3 separate regions of the Mus musculus genome follow, and all the other regions are linked to region 2. A link is a contact called in public HiCAR-type and promoter capture Hi-C data. All regions are on one chromosome and are shown on one strand. Each heading gives the region's core, a stretch centred on a gene start, on an enhancer-like site or on the middle of the called end of the contact. The rest is flanking DNA. Distances are from core to core; before and after follow the strand shown. Region 1 holds the start of Skp2 (S-phase kinase-associated protein 2). Region 2 holds the start of Sub1 (SUB1 homolog, transcriptional regulator). Region 3 holds the start of Nadk2 (NAD kinase 2, mitochondrial).

Evidence for each region. HiCAR-type assays count read pairs that join an accessible place to other places. Capture Hi-C pulls out chosen DNA fragments and counts their contacts.
Region 1: a contact with region 2 is called in a HiCAR-type map of astrocytes, with 4 times the contacts expected there. The contact joins the promoter of Skp2 here to the promoter of Sub1 in region 2. A contact is called at or near these places in 5 of 39 promoter capture datasets (the C10 cell line, hippocampal neurons, liver and 1 more), 2 of 115 datasets of contacts at active chromatin or transcription factors (astrocytes and large pre-B cells) and 2 of 9 other capture datasets (adipose tissue and liver).
Region 3: a promoter capture Hi-C map of liver shows a contact between it and region 2, with 2.5 times the contacts expected there. The contact joins the promoter of Nadk2 here to the promoter of Sub1 in region 2. A contact is called at or near these places in 3 of 39 promoter capture datasets (hippocampal neurons, liver and pre-B cells) and 2 of 9 other capture datasets (adipose tissue and liver).

What each region holds. Positions count from the first base shown.
Region 1 is chr15:9,138,828-9,141,931 of GRCm38.p6, forward strand. Skp2 (S-phase kinase-associated protein 2) reads right to left here and starts at 1,627. Exons shown (of 10, transcript NM_013787.3): 1 at 1,357-1,627; 2 at 605-876. The coding sequence starts at 1,364. It overlaps Lmbrd2 (LMBR1 domain containing 2), which reads left to right and starts at 1,743. Exons shown (of 18, transcript NM_177178.3): 1 at 1,743-1,913.
Region 2 is chr15:11,994,565-11,997,941 of GRCm38.p6, forward strand. It overlaps Sub1 (SUB1 homolog, transcriptional regulator), which reads right to left and starts at 1,443. Exons shown (of 5, transcript NM_011294.3): 1 at 1,387-1,443.
Region 3 is chr15:9,069,920-9,073,519 of GRCm38.p6, forward strand. Nadk2 (NAD kinase 2, mitochondrial) reads left to right here and starts at 1,341. Exons shown (of 13, transcript NM_001040395.4): 1 at 1,341-1,846. The coding sequence starts at 1,583.

The DNA.
Region 1 (3,104 bases), core at 377-2,876, 2.9 Mb before region 2:
CTTGAAACAGCTGCCACACAAGAGTGAAAGACACAGTGACTAGCTGGGTAGTGGGGGCAGTGGGGATGAGACCACATTTCAGGGTTCTATGACTGTAGATGCAATGTCACAGTAAGGGAAACACCACACCCCCAAGGGCCTGCTTGCAAGCGGAGCAATCTAAGTCTCTTCTACTTAGTAACATTTACCTTCCTAATGTGCCTACCAATAATCTAAGTCATTACCATACAAAGCTTGCTCAGATACAAAGAAGTATATAGAGACAAAAGGGGACCCTCTAAGATCCCTGCTTCTGTTCCCATATGTCAGTGTACTGAGCTGGACTTTGAGCAGGAAGATTCCTTTCTAAGGAAAAGGGCAGGAAAAAAGCTTCAAGTCAATTGTTGACCACAAGATAAAGACCAACCAAGATTCCTGAAGACTTAATGACTGGAATCCATTTCACTGCCACACTTCCAAACTAGGCAATTTTAGGCACCAAAACTAGGCAATTTTAGGCACCGATCCAAAAAGATTCCCCAAGGAAATAATTCAATCGAATTTAGTTAAAACAAAATAGTTCAACCCATTACAATACAGTTTGGATCTTAGTGTTGTGCATTACCTGGAAAGTTCTCCCGACTAAGCTTCGGCCGACGGATGATCACAAAGTCTTTGTCACTCCCTTTGCCCTTGACTCGTTTCCTTGGAGGGCTCTGGGGGTGGCCGAGGTTTGAGAGCAGTCCATGTGGGATGTTCTCACTGTCCACCTCCTCCTTCTCCAAGGCCGAGACACCCATGCCTGATAGCAGTTCAGAAGTCTTGCTGGAATCCCATCCCCACGTGAAGCTGGTGGTGACGTTGCCACTCTGGTCCGGAATCTCCTGAAGGTGCTTCCTGCAGAAGGGCAGACATTCTCTATTCCTTTTGAAAATACACCCCTAAATAATTCCAAGGTAGGCATGAAAGAAGAGTAAAGAATGGAGTGGAGAAAAGTCCCAGCAAGTGACAGTACTGCATTTTTTAAACGTGCCTACAAGCGAGAGAAATACAAGAATGAAAGAGAAAAATCGGGAACATATATACTTTGAAAGGCTTTGGGATTTATGGTCACGCAGAAGGCCTCAATAATTTCTTCCCGTGGAGGGAAAAAGAGGGACGGCACTGATACCATGACTCAAAGTAGAGGAAGGAAAACTTAATTAGGAAGCCAAATTAAACTCCACATTGATATTCGCACTAAAGCATTCATCCATCCTTTTTCTCTAAGCAAACATTCACATAACCAGATTATTTGAACAAGAAGCAACATTCGCGGCCTAAAAGAATTCAAACGGTTCATTCATGTTTTGTCCGGTTTTTTTGCAATCGGTTTACCTATGCATGGTGTCCACTGATTCAGGAGTTTTGAATGCTTGAATTAATTGAAGCGCTGCCTGCCTTCCAGACTCCTGTTTTAGCGCTCGGCTTAGAGTGATCCCCGGGGCCCCAGCAGTTGGACCCGCGAACTAGCAACGTTCCATCACCACCGCGCGCGCGGAGTTCTGCATCCCGCTCTCCAGCAGCCGCCTTCTGACGCCCCGTTGCCTGCTGGGAATTGTAGTTCCGAGCCTAGCTCGTAGTCCTGCCTGGGTTCTTCCACTCTGATTTCGGACCAACCCTCCAGATACCCACAACTCCCTGCGGCGCCGGGCGGGATTGAAGGAGGAGGAGGAGGAGGAGGAGGACAGGCAGGCGGAAGTGGGTGGAGCTCCGGCTGGCTGGGAAATGTCAGCCGATTGACTGGGAGCAGGTTTTCCTTTTCCCGGAGCTCACGGGCCTTCGGGTGATCACCGCCACGGTCGCCCGGGACTGAAGGATCCGTGACCCCGGCAGGCTGCGGCGGACGCGAAGCTTCTGAGTCCCTTCCAGACGCTGTCTGGCGAGGTCCGACGGTGAGCGTGAGGGGGGCGGGGACGCGTGAGGTGCGTCAGGGTCTGGGGTCCCGGCCCAGTCCCTGGCGGACATAGACTTGGGGGGAGTTCCAGATGGTGAGTGGCCGCCGCCGCCAGGCCCATCTCCGGGGTCTCGATGGCCCGCCAGGTGAGAGGCTGCGGGTGGCACTCCTGCCATTCGCCTTCCTCCACCTGGCAGTGGGCGGCCCTTAGGACTGGGTCTGTGGACGCGATCCTTTCCTCACTTGTAAACTAGGCTCGAGGACGCGGCACACCTCATGGGCTGGCACTGAAGATCAAATCAGCGTGCGAGGGGAAGCCTTTTTCGAGCTAAAGCGCAGCTCCAAGAGGAGCGATGGTTTATTTTTAAGGCGGCAGGAGCCAGCAGTGGTTCCCGCGTGCATCCTCTTGGATCCTTGATGAGTCTCCCAAATACCAAAGGGAAAAAGGGAGGCTCCGCTTGCAAGGAGAGACCACCCTGAAAGCTGTTTAGGTGCCTCTGACTCAATCCACAGCCTGTCCTAGAATCTCTCTGCCTAGAAACTATGCTAATTTAGCCTCTGAAGAGGTCGGGGGCGATTAGATTAGAATGACCATGCAAAATTCAGGTGTGCAAACTGTGCAACAGGGGAGAGGGTAGGGGGATGCATTTCTAGTCCAGTAAAAATGAAGATTTATAGAGTTGAGAAAAAAGCAGGCCACCTTCATCAAAAACATTAGAATATTGGTTTAGTATGTTAGATTGCATACACTTGTGTTTCTTTGTGGAGAGAGCAAGATTCGTTTTATAGTGGAATTAAATCCTTCATGCTCAGTTTTGTCTTTGTTTCTAGCATAATCTTTGCATCAGTTACTTCTTGAGAGGAAGAGATTCATGAACTTTTAGTTCCTGTGAGTGAGATTGGTGTAAAAAAAAAAGACCTTTTTGCAAATTGGTTTTACTTGAAAAGAAAGACTAGGAGAATAAGTATGTAGTCACAGTTTTGTTATGGAAAGTATCTAAAGTGAGACCTTCTGAAATAGTGTATAAAGTTATCTTTTGTTACTTTGAAAAACTCATTTGCCTTCTCTTGAACTTTGTCCTTTCTGTTAGGATGTAACTCGTTCAAGAGTAAATTCTAGTAAATATAAAACAGCCCTGAATTCAGCTAAGAGTTAGCAGAGACCTTAGGATATTTAAATTAGTGGGCA
Region 2 (3,377 bases), core at 193-2,692:
TCCTAACTACTTTTCAAGATACTTACACCAAATGGTAAAACCAGGTAGCAAAAGCTATTTACCAAACTATCTTCTGCTCTCTCCATCTAAATAAACTTACTAACTTCTACATGGCTTAAAGGTCCTAAAAAACACAAGATTCTGTAAATGCTCAAGAAAGATACATCAATTCCTACCTCCTACATCAAAAAAATTATAACCCAGCTCTCTAAAGACCAAACTGGCATTCAATGTGCAAAATAGGAGGTCAAGGCAAAAGTGAGCTACCCAAATCCTGCCCACGACTCTACACAACTGGCCAGTCCGTTAGAGGTAATACCTAAACTCAGGAGGGAGAAGGCTCCTAACCAGTCCCTTCGCTTTTCCTCTTACTGCTCCATTTCACAACCCGACCTCCAAAATCAAGTTTCCCAAGCTAGCTCGGTCACACAACTACACAAAGCCTGTTTTTTGAGAGGGAATTGCACATAAACAAATCTTTCGCTTGCAAACAGCCAGCCATATCTATCTCCCATTACGAAAAGCTGTCTGGGGAACTAAAATTACTTCAAAGAACCACGTCATTATCTAACCTAAATCTACCCAATAAGAAAACAATGTTTGTTACTGGGAACTAAAGCCAGCCCCGTTCCCTACACTTGGACTTTTAACTTTAATGAGGCTTTACTGGGGTGGTTTCTTGGAGGCCGGGGGGCGGGGGGCTTCGTAATTCGAGCAAAAGGTAACTAAAAGGGGTGACCGTAGTTTATAGACCGACCAGTCGGTGCCCGGGGCTGGGGAATACTGAAAACATCCCAGAGTGCGAGGCTCTCGAGGGCGAGCCGGCGCGTGGCACCGTGGGGGTCGCGGCCAGGAAGCTCCCGAAAGCCCCGAGGCGAGGGCTGGGGCTACTGCCGGCCTCAGGAAGGGGGCGTGGGGCGTCGAGAGCGTGCACAAGAGGAGGGCCTTGCGCCAGCGCCATTTTCTCCTCGCCCCGGAGCCCAGCCATGTTTGCCGAGCGCGCCCCCCGCCCCTCGACCCCGCGGGGCCAGCGTCCCCCGAGGGTGGGGAAGGGATGGCTTCCCGAGCACGGTGGTCCGGACAGGGGTGGGCGAGCGCAGCCTCAGGGCAGACCGCTAGCGCCTCCGCCCGGAGCCCCATCACCCAGTCCGAGGGGCGCGCGGCCATCACCCGCCGTTCGCCTGCCTGCCCGCGCCCACCGCCTCGGCTCGGCTCCCCAGAGCGGCCGCCACACGAGGCCCCGCGGGGACGCGGGCAAGAGCGGAGGCCCTTCCCCCGAGCTGCCGTTTTTCTCCCCACCGGCAAGGAGAGCGAAGGGGGCCGCGGTAGCCTGGGGTCGGCCTGGCCGCAGCCCCGAGGAATGGGCCCGGGGTCCCACGCACTCACGCTCCGCTCCGGCCGACCAAAAACCTCTGCCTCGCTCGCTCGCCTACTCCGGACTGACAGAGAGCCGGAAATGACGGCAGCTTAGAGGCCCTGGCTCCGCCCAATGGCACGAAGGCCACGTGAAGGGGGCGTGGCCTCGCCGCCCAACCGCCAGCCGGCCCTTTCCAGGGCCTTAAAGGGGCCGCCACAGATACTGAAGTAAATGCTCCTGAAAGAGGGAGATGGCACCACAGTGAGATGCCACGCAGCTTGGGCCTGATCTGAAGGAGAATGAGATGTCAATGAAACATAAATGACAAGATCCACGGAGCTTTGCGCTTGCAAATAGCTTGTATATGGTACCGCTCTATAAATGCTGTACTGAAATGATGGGAGCTACTCTGAGAAAAAACAATGTGCTGACCCACTTGCCTACAGATGATTTTCCGTTTCTACCTTTAAGATCTGACTCATGCTGCTAAAATCCAAAGGAAGCAAGCCTGCGAGGCGCACTATTTAATTCAGAAAGTCAAAGAAATCTTACAAATGTCCTTAGCCACGAAACCTTTATTCTTAAAATGGAGTTCTGGGGCTCCAAAGTAATTGTGGTTTGAATATAAAATCTCCCTGTGGGCTCATTCATTGGGGATCTGGTTTTCAACTGATGACCTTTTCAGAAGAGCCTGGATCCTGAGAGCTGTGCCTTAATCAGTGAATTAATGCTCTGATAGTCATAATATGACAGCATTATTACGAGGTGGTGAAAAGTAAGGATGTGTCCTTTGGGGGCTACATTTTTCCCTGGCCCCTTTTGTGTTCCCTTTCCGCAGCATCCTCCTCTGCAGGTTACCATGGACTTGGTGTTCCGCCTCACTACCAGCCTAGAATACAGGAGCTAAGTACTGGAGACAGAAACCGGGAGGCATACTGAATCGCCATACCTTTGTCTAAACACGGATCCAAAGTCTCGCGGAGGAAATCCACTCCACCATCACAAATAACCACAAGCAGGTGGCTTAGAATGTGTACTGGATGGTTTCCTCCTGTAGCCAACAACAAACAGAGTTCTGTTCATCACAAAGGTTTACATACAGCATTTGACAGATAGTGATCATCCTAACAGGTTCAAGAGTTGAAATGATCGTTGTCTTCACATTTAACAGCTGCAAAAATTAATAAGTGATTCAAACCTTGTATTGAATGGAACTACTACCTACTAAGGGTAGTAGGGAAGTGCCCCAGCGCATCCCTACTGAATGCGGGAGTCCAACTAGAGCAACACCGTCATCAAAATAAAGTGAGAGAGGAGTCTTTGTGTATGAAGCTCTAAACAAGGGTGTACTGGCTAGTTTTGTGTCAACTTGACACAGCTGGAGTTATCACAGAGAAAGGAGCTTCAGTTGAGGAAATGCCTCCATGAGATCCAACTGTAAGGCATTTTCTCAATTAGTGATCAAGGGGGAAAGGCCCCTTGTGGGTGGGACAATCTCTGGACTGGTAGTCTTGGTTCTATAAGAGAGTAGGCTGAGCAAGCCAGGAGATGCAAGCCAGTAAAGAACATCCCTCCATGGCCTCTGCATCAGCTCCTGCTTCCTGGCCTGCTTGAGTTCCAGCCCTGACTTCCTTTGGTGATGAACAGCAGCAAGGAAGTGTAAGCCGAATAAACCCTTTCCTCCCCAACTTGCTTCTTGGTCATGATGCTTGTGCAGAAATAGAAACCCTGACTAAGACAAATTGGTACCAGCATAGTGGGGTATTCCTGTGACAGCCTGACCATGTTTTGGGGAGGACTTTGGAACTTTGGGCCAGAAGATCCATTCGCTGTTAAGAACTCTGTGAGATGTTGTGTAGGAGCTTGGAAGATAATGTTGAGAACAGTGCAGAAGATGGAGGCCTGGCTTGTGAAATTTCAGAGGGAAAATTAAAGACTCTTTTCAGGGCCATTGCTAGTTTGATTGTGAAGGTTCAGTGGTTCTGGTTAGCTGGGGCTGAAGAATCAGCTGTGATTAACA
Region 3 (3,600 bases), core at 91-2,590, 2.9 Mb before region 2:
CATACATCGGATATATGACCCAGAGGTTGAGAACCGCTGAATATATCAGTAAGTGGGAGTTAGGGAACAGGTAAACAACTGGGGTGTAGAAGGCTCTTTCAATCTTTAAAGTTTTAAATGTCCTAGACATGGGAATCTTAAGGACTGAAGTGGAAAACCCAGCAGGGGTTTTCCTGAGAGAATTCAAGACACATCCGAGAGGATGGTGTAATGAAGCAATGTTTTGGAAGAGGCAGAAGAAAGGATCCAAAATAAGATTTGACTAGGATATCCCATTGAGATGTTTCCAGCTAGAAGTGGGAGTCAAAAGTGTAGTTTTCTGTGACGTGAAAGAGAAAACAGGTTCGATATCACAGAGGCATCTGAGTGTCACAAACATGAAATAGCATGCCCGGAATCCAGAGGCCACTTACTGGGAGTGCCAGGATCGCAAAGGAAAGGACGCCACAGCAAGGACCTCAGGGCAGTGGCCACCTACCCTGTCTTATGACTTTCCCTTCATTGTAGCTTTCCCTTTTATTCTTAATCAGCCTACATCTCTATGGTTGTGTAACTGTTCCCACAGACTCAGTAACTTCCCTTGCTCTAGCTTCAAGGACTACCTACCCAACATTCCAAAGTCAGATCAATAATCATCAAACACTGCTCTGAGCTTGCCTACAGGATAAAGTGCAAAACATTTTTAACCCTTCAGTCTGGTCCTACACAGCTTTCCAACCTTATCTCGCGGTCTAGACAGACACACAGGACTAGACAAGACTCCTTCCCTCATTATCCTCCTCCTTTCTCCCTGACAGCACTGCCTCTCTAGGCTGGTGGTCTTTTGGTGGTCACCGGAGCTCGGGCTAATGCTCTGTGATCCTTCTCGGTTAGCTCTAATTCCTCTCTAATAAAGGGCTCGGCATCTTTATTTGCCATCAGGCCCTGCAAAACGAAGCCGTTTGGAGCGAGGTCACCGCCCCCAGCTCTTACTCCAGCGACGGCCACATCAGCCATCCAGCAGACACTGGTTAAAATTTACCCTAGACGAGCATGACCAACTACCCAGAAAGCAAGCAAAAATGAAAGCAACTAGAGGAAGATGCGCAAGAAACTTGCTTTCCCGCCAGGCGCTCAAAACTCCGCCTGCACCCCCAACGCCGCCCAGACCAGTTCCAACTGGATTTCTTCGGGCAGCTCGAAAGCCAAATAGAATTTCGTCCCTTTCCCAGCCCCAGCCAATCCCCGCAGCCCCTCGGGCTCCCAAACCTTCCCGACCTCTGATTAGCTGACAGATCTGGCCCGGGGGCGGGCTTAGAGCGGCCTCCCTGAAAGGGTGAAGAGGGAGGTGGGGCCGGGCCGAGAGGCCACTGCGCAGGCGCCCAAGAAAACGGATAAACAAACAAATAAAACCCACTGCCCGGGGGCCAGCCCGGATCCCCGCCTCCCGGGGCCTCCCGGGGCCTCTCCGCCCTCGCGTGCGTCTGGGCACGTCCCCCCCCCCCCCGGCGCGTTCCACGCACGTCCCCGCACTTAACCTGTGCGCGGCCGGCGCGGTGCTGGCGGCAGGGAGCGCGAGCCTGCACCCGCGGCCCCGCGGATCATGACTTGCTACCGGGGCTTCCTGCTGGGCAGCTGCCGGCGCGTGGCGGGTGGCCGCGCGGCTCTGCGGGGTTCGGGCTCGGGCGCGGACGGCCGGCGGCACTTGGGGCACGGGCAGCCGCGCGAGCTGGCGGGCGGTGGTAGCCCCGCCGACGGCGGCTTCCGCCCCTCGCGGGTGGTGGTGGTGGCGAAAACCACCCGCTACGAGTTCGAGCAGCAGCGGTACCGCTACGCGGAGCTCTCGGAGGAGGACCTGAAGCAGCTGGTGGGTCCTGGCGGGGGACGGCCGGTACTCGGGGTGGGGGTGGGGGGCGACGGGCCACAGGACACCCCCAAAGCCCGACAACCTTCCTCCGATTGCCTGTGGGGCCCCTCGGGCATGGGACTGGGGCGCCCTGAGCCTGCCTTAGAGGGGGCTCCTGGGACCGGGACTTGGGAAGCCACGTGTGTCCTCGCCCCCGCCTCGGTAGCACGGACTCCCATCGCTGAGAAGATGAGGGTTGTTCGCCCTGTTTGTCCTGGGGACCTCTCCCCAGACCACCGGGAGAAAGGAAATTCTCCAGCACAGCCACTGGTGGCGGAGAGAGGGCCGAAGTGCCGCGGTCACACCCCCTTCTCGCCTGGGGACAGAGGCCTGGCCAGGGAAAGCCCTGCTGGATTGTGGTCGCCTGTCCCTTCAGGGTCTCTTACTGCTTGAAAAGCAAGCACCTGGGACAGCGAGGCAGGAAAGCTGACCCGAGATGGGTTTTTGTGTTGGAAGGTCAGAAAAGGAACAAGTATGCCGGCTAATGGGGAGAAGGCATGAACCCTGAAGTAACAGGGCCTCCGCCATACACCGTGTTTGGTGTATTTACTAATAGCGTTGCCAGGTATGCCATGCGTGTGTGTGTGTGGGAAGGATTAAACCCAGAGTTCGAGCTTCCCCATTTTTGAAAAAAAAAATTGATTTTGTGCTACCCAGTAACTTTTGGGAAATGGGCTGTTAGCAATTTATTTAGGAACCCCCCCCCCCACAGTTATGCCTGTAATTGTTGACTCCAGACACCCGAAGGCTTTAGACTGAATTGTATATAAGCATTACTAAGTTATGTACAAGAATAAGTAGGCTGGCTGTTCTAAAATGATGCCCTTACCTTCACATTTTTATTTTAGACACAGGGGAAACAAATTGTAAATCCTTGCCTAGCTGCTGCATCTTGTCAGTATTGTTTGGCAAGTTGACAAGGTAGAAATCAGTGCAAATTTTTCTCTTTCCCCCAAGTGTTTGAAAGTATTTCTAGAAAACATTTGCAGTCTTTAGTAGAGTATCAGCCGTTTGGCTGGCGTAGTTTGTGTAGTTGAGTGAAATGAATGCAATGAAGTGGGGGGGATTGTGGGCTAGATGAGAGTACTTTGTTTCTATTTTGGAAAAAGAGGCGTGTCCTTTTGGTTACATGCCCGACTCTGCAAGGTTCACCTTTTAGAAATTGTGAAATATCATGTATGCTTAGTCTCACACAATTTTATCTGAGCGTCTCTGGATTTAAAATAGTACACACAAGAAAAAGCAAACCAACAGAAGTGAACCGGGACTCTCAGCTCTACCCCACAGAGGGTGGGATTGAACGCCAGGACGCAAGGCTCTCCCTGGTTGGATTGACTGATATCCTTTGTGCTTTTTTTTTTTTTTTTTTTTTTTTTTTTTGGTTTTTCAAGACAGGGTTTCTCTTCTCTGACCCTCATGAGTGAAACAAAACGTTTGTGTTGCAATGCTAGCTTTCAAAAGTTTCACCTAGTTCCTGATGGGTTGGGCTAAATAGCTTCCAAGGTCCGTTCTGGAGCCGGCATTTTGAAATTATTTCAAGGATTCCGGAAGCGGGATGGCGTTTGAATTGAGATTAACTCTTGTATCTCTGCACGAGATGGCCCAAAATAAAACTTCCTAAAATGTAGGGGTAATCGGTGTCTTCAAAAACTTGGAACTCCCTCTTTGAGTAGAGAAGCCTCCTAATGTTTGTCACTGGGTGATGAGCTAGAACA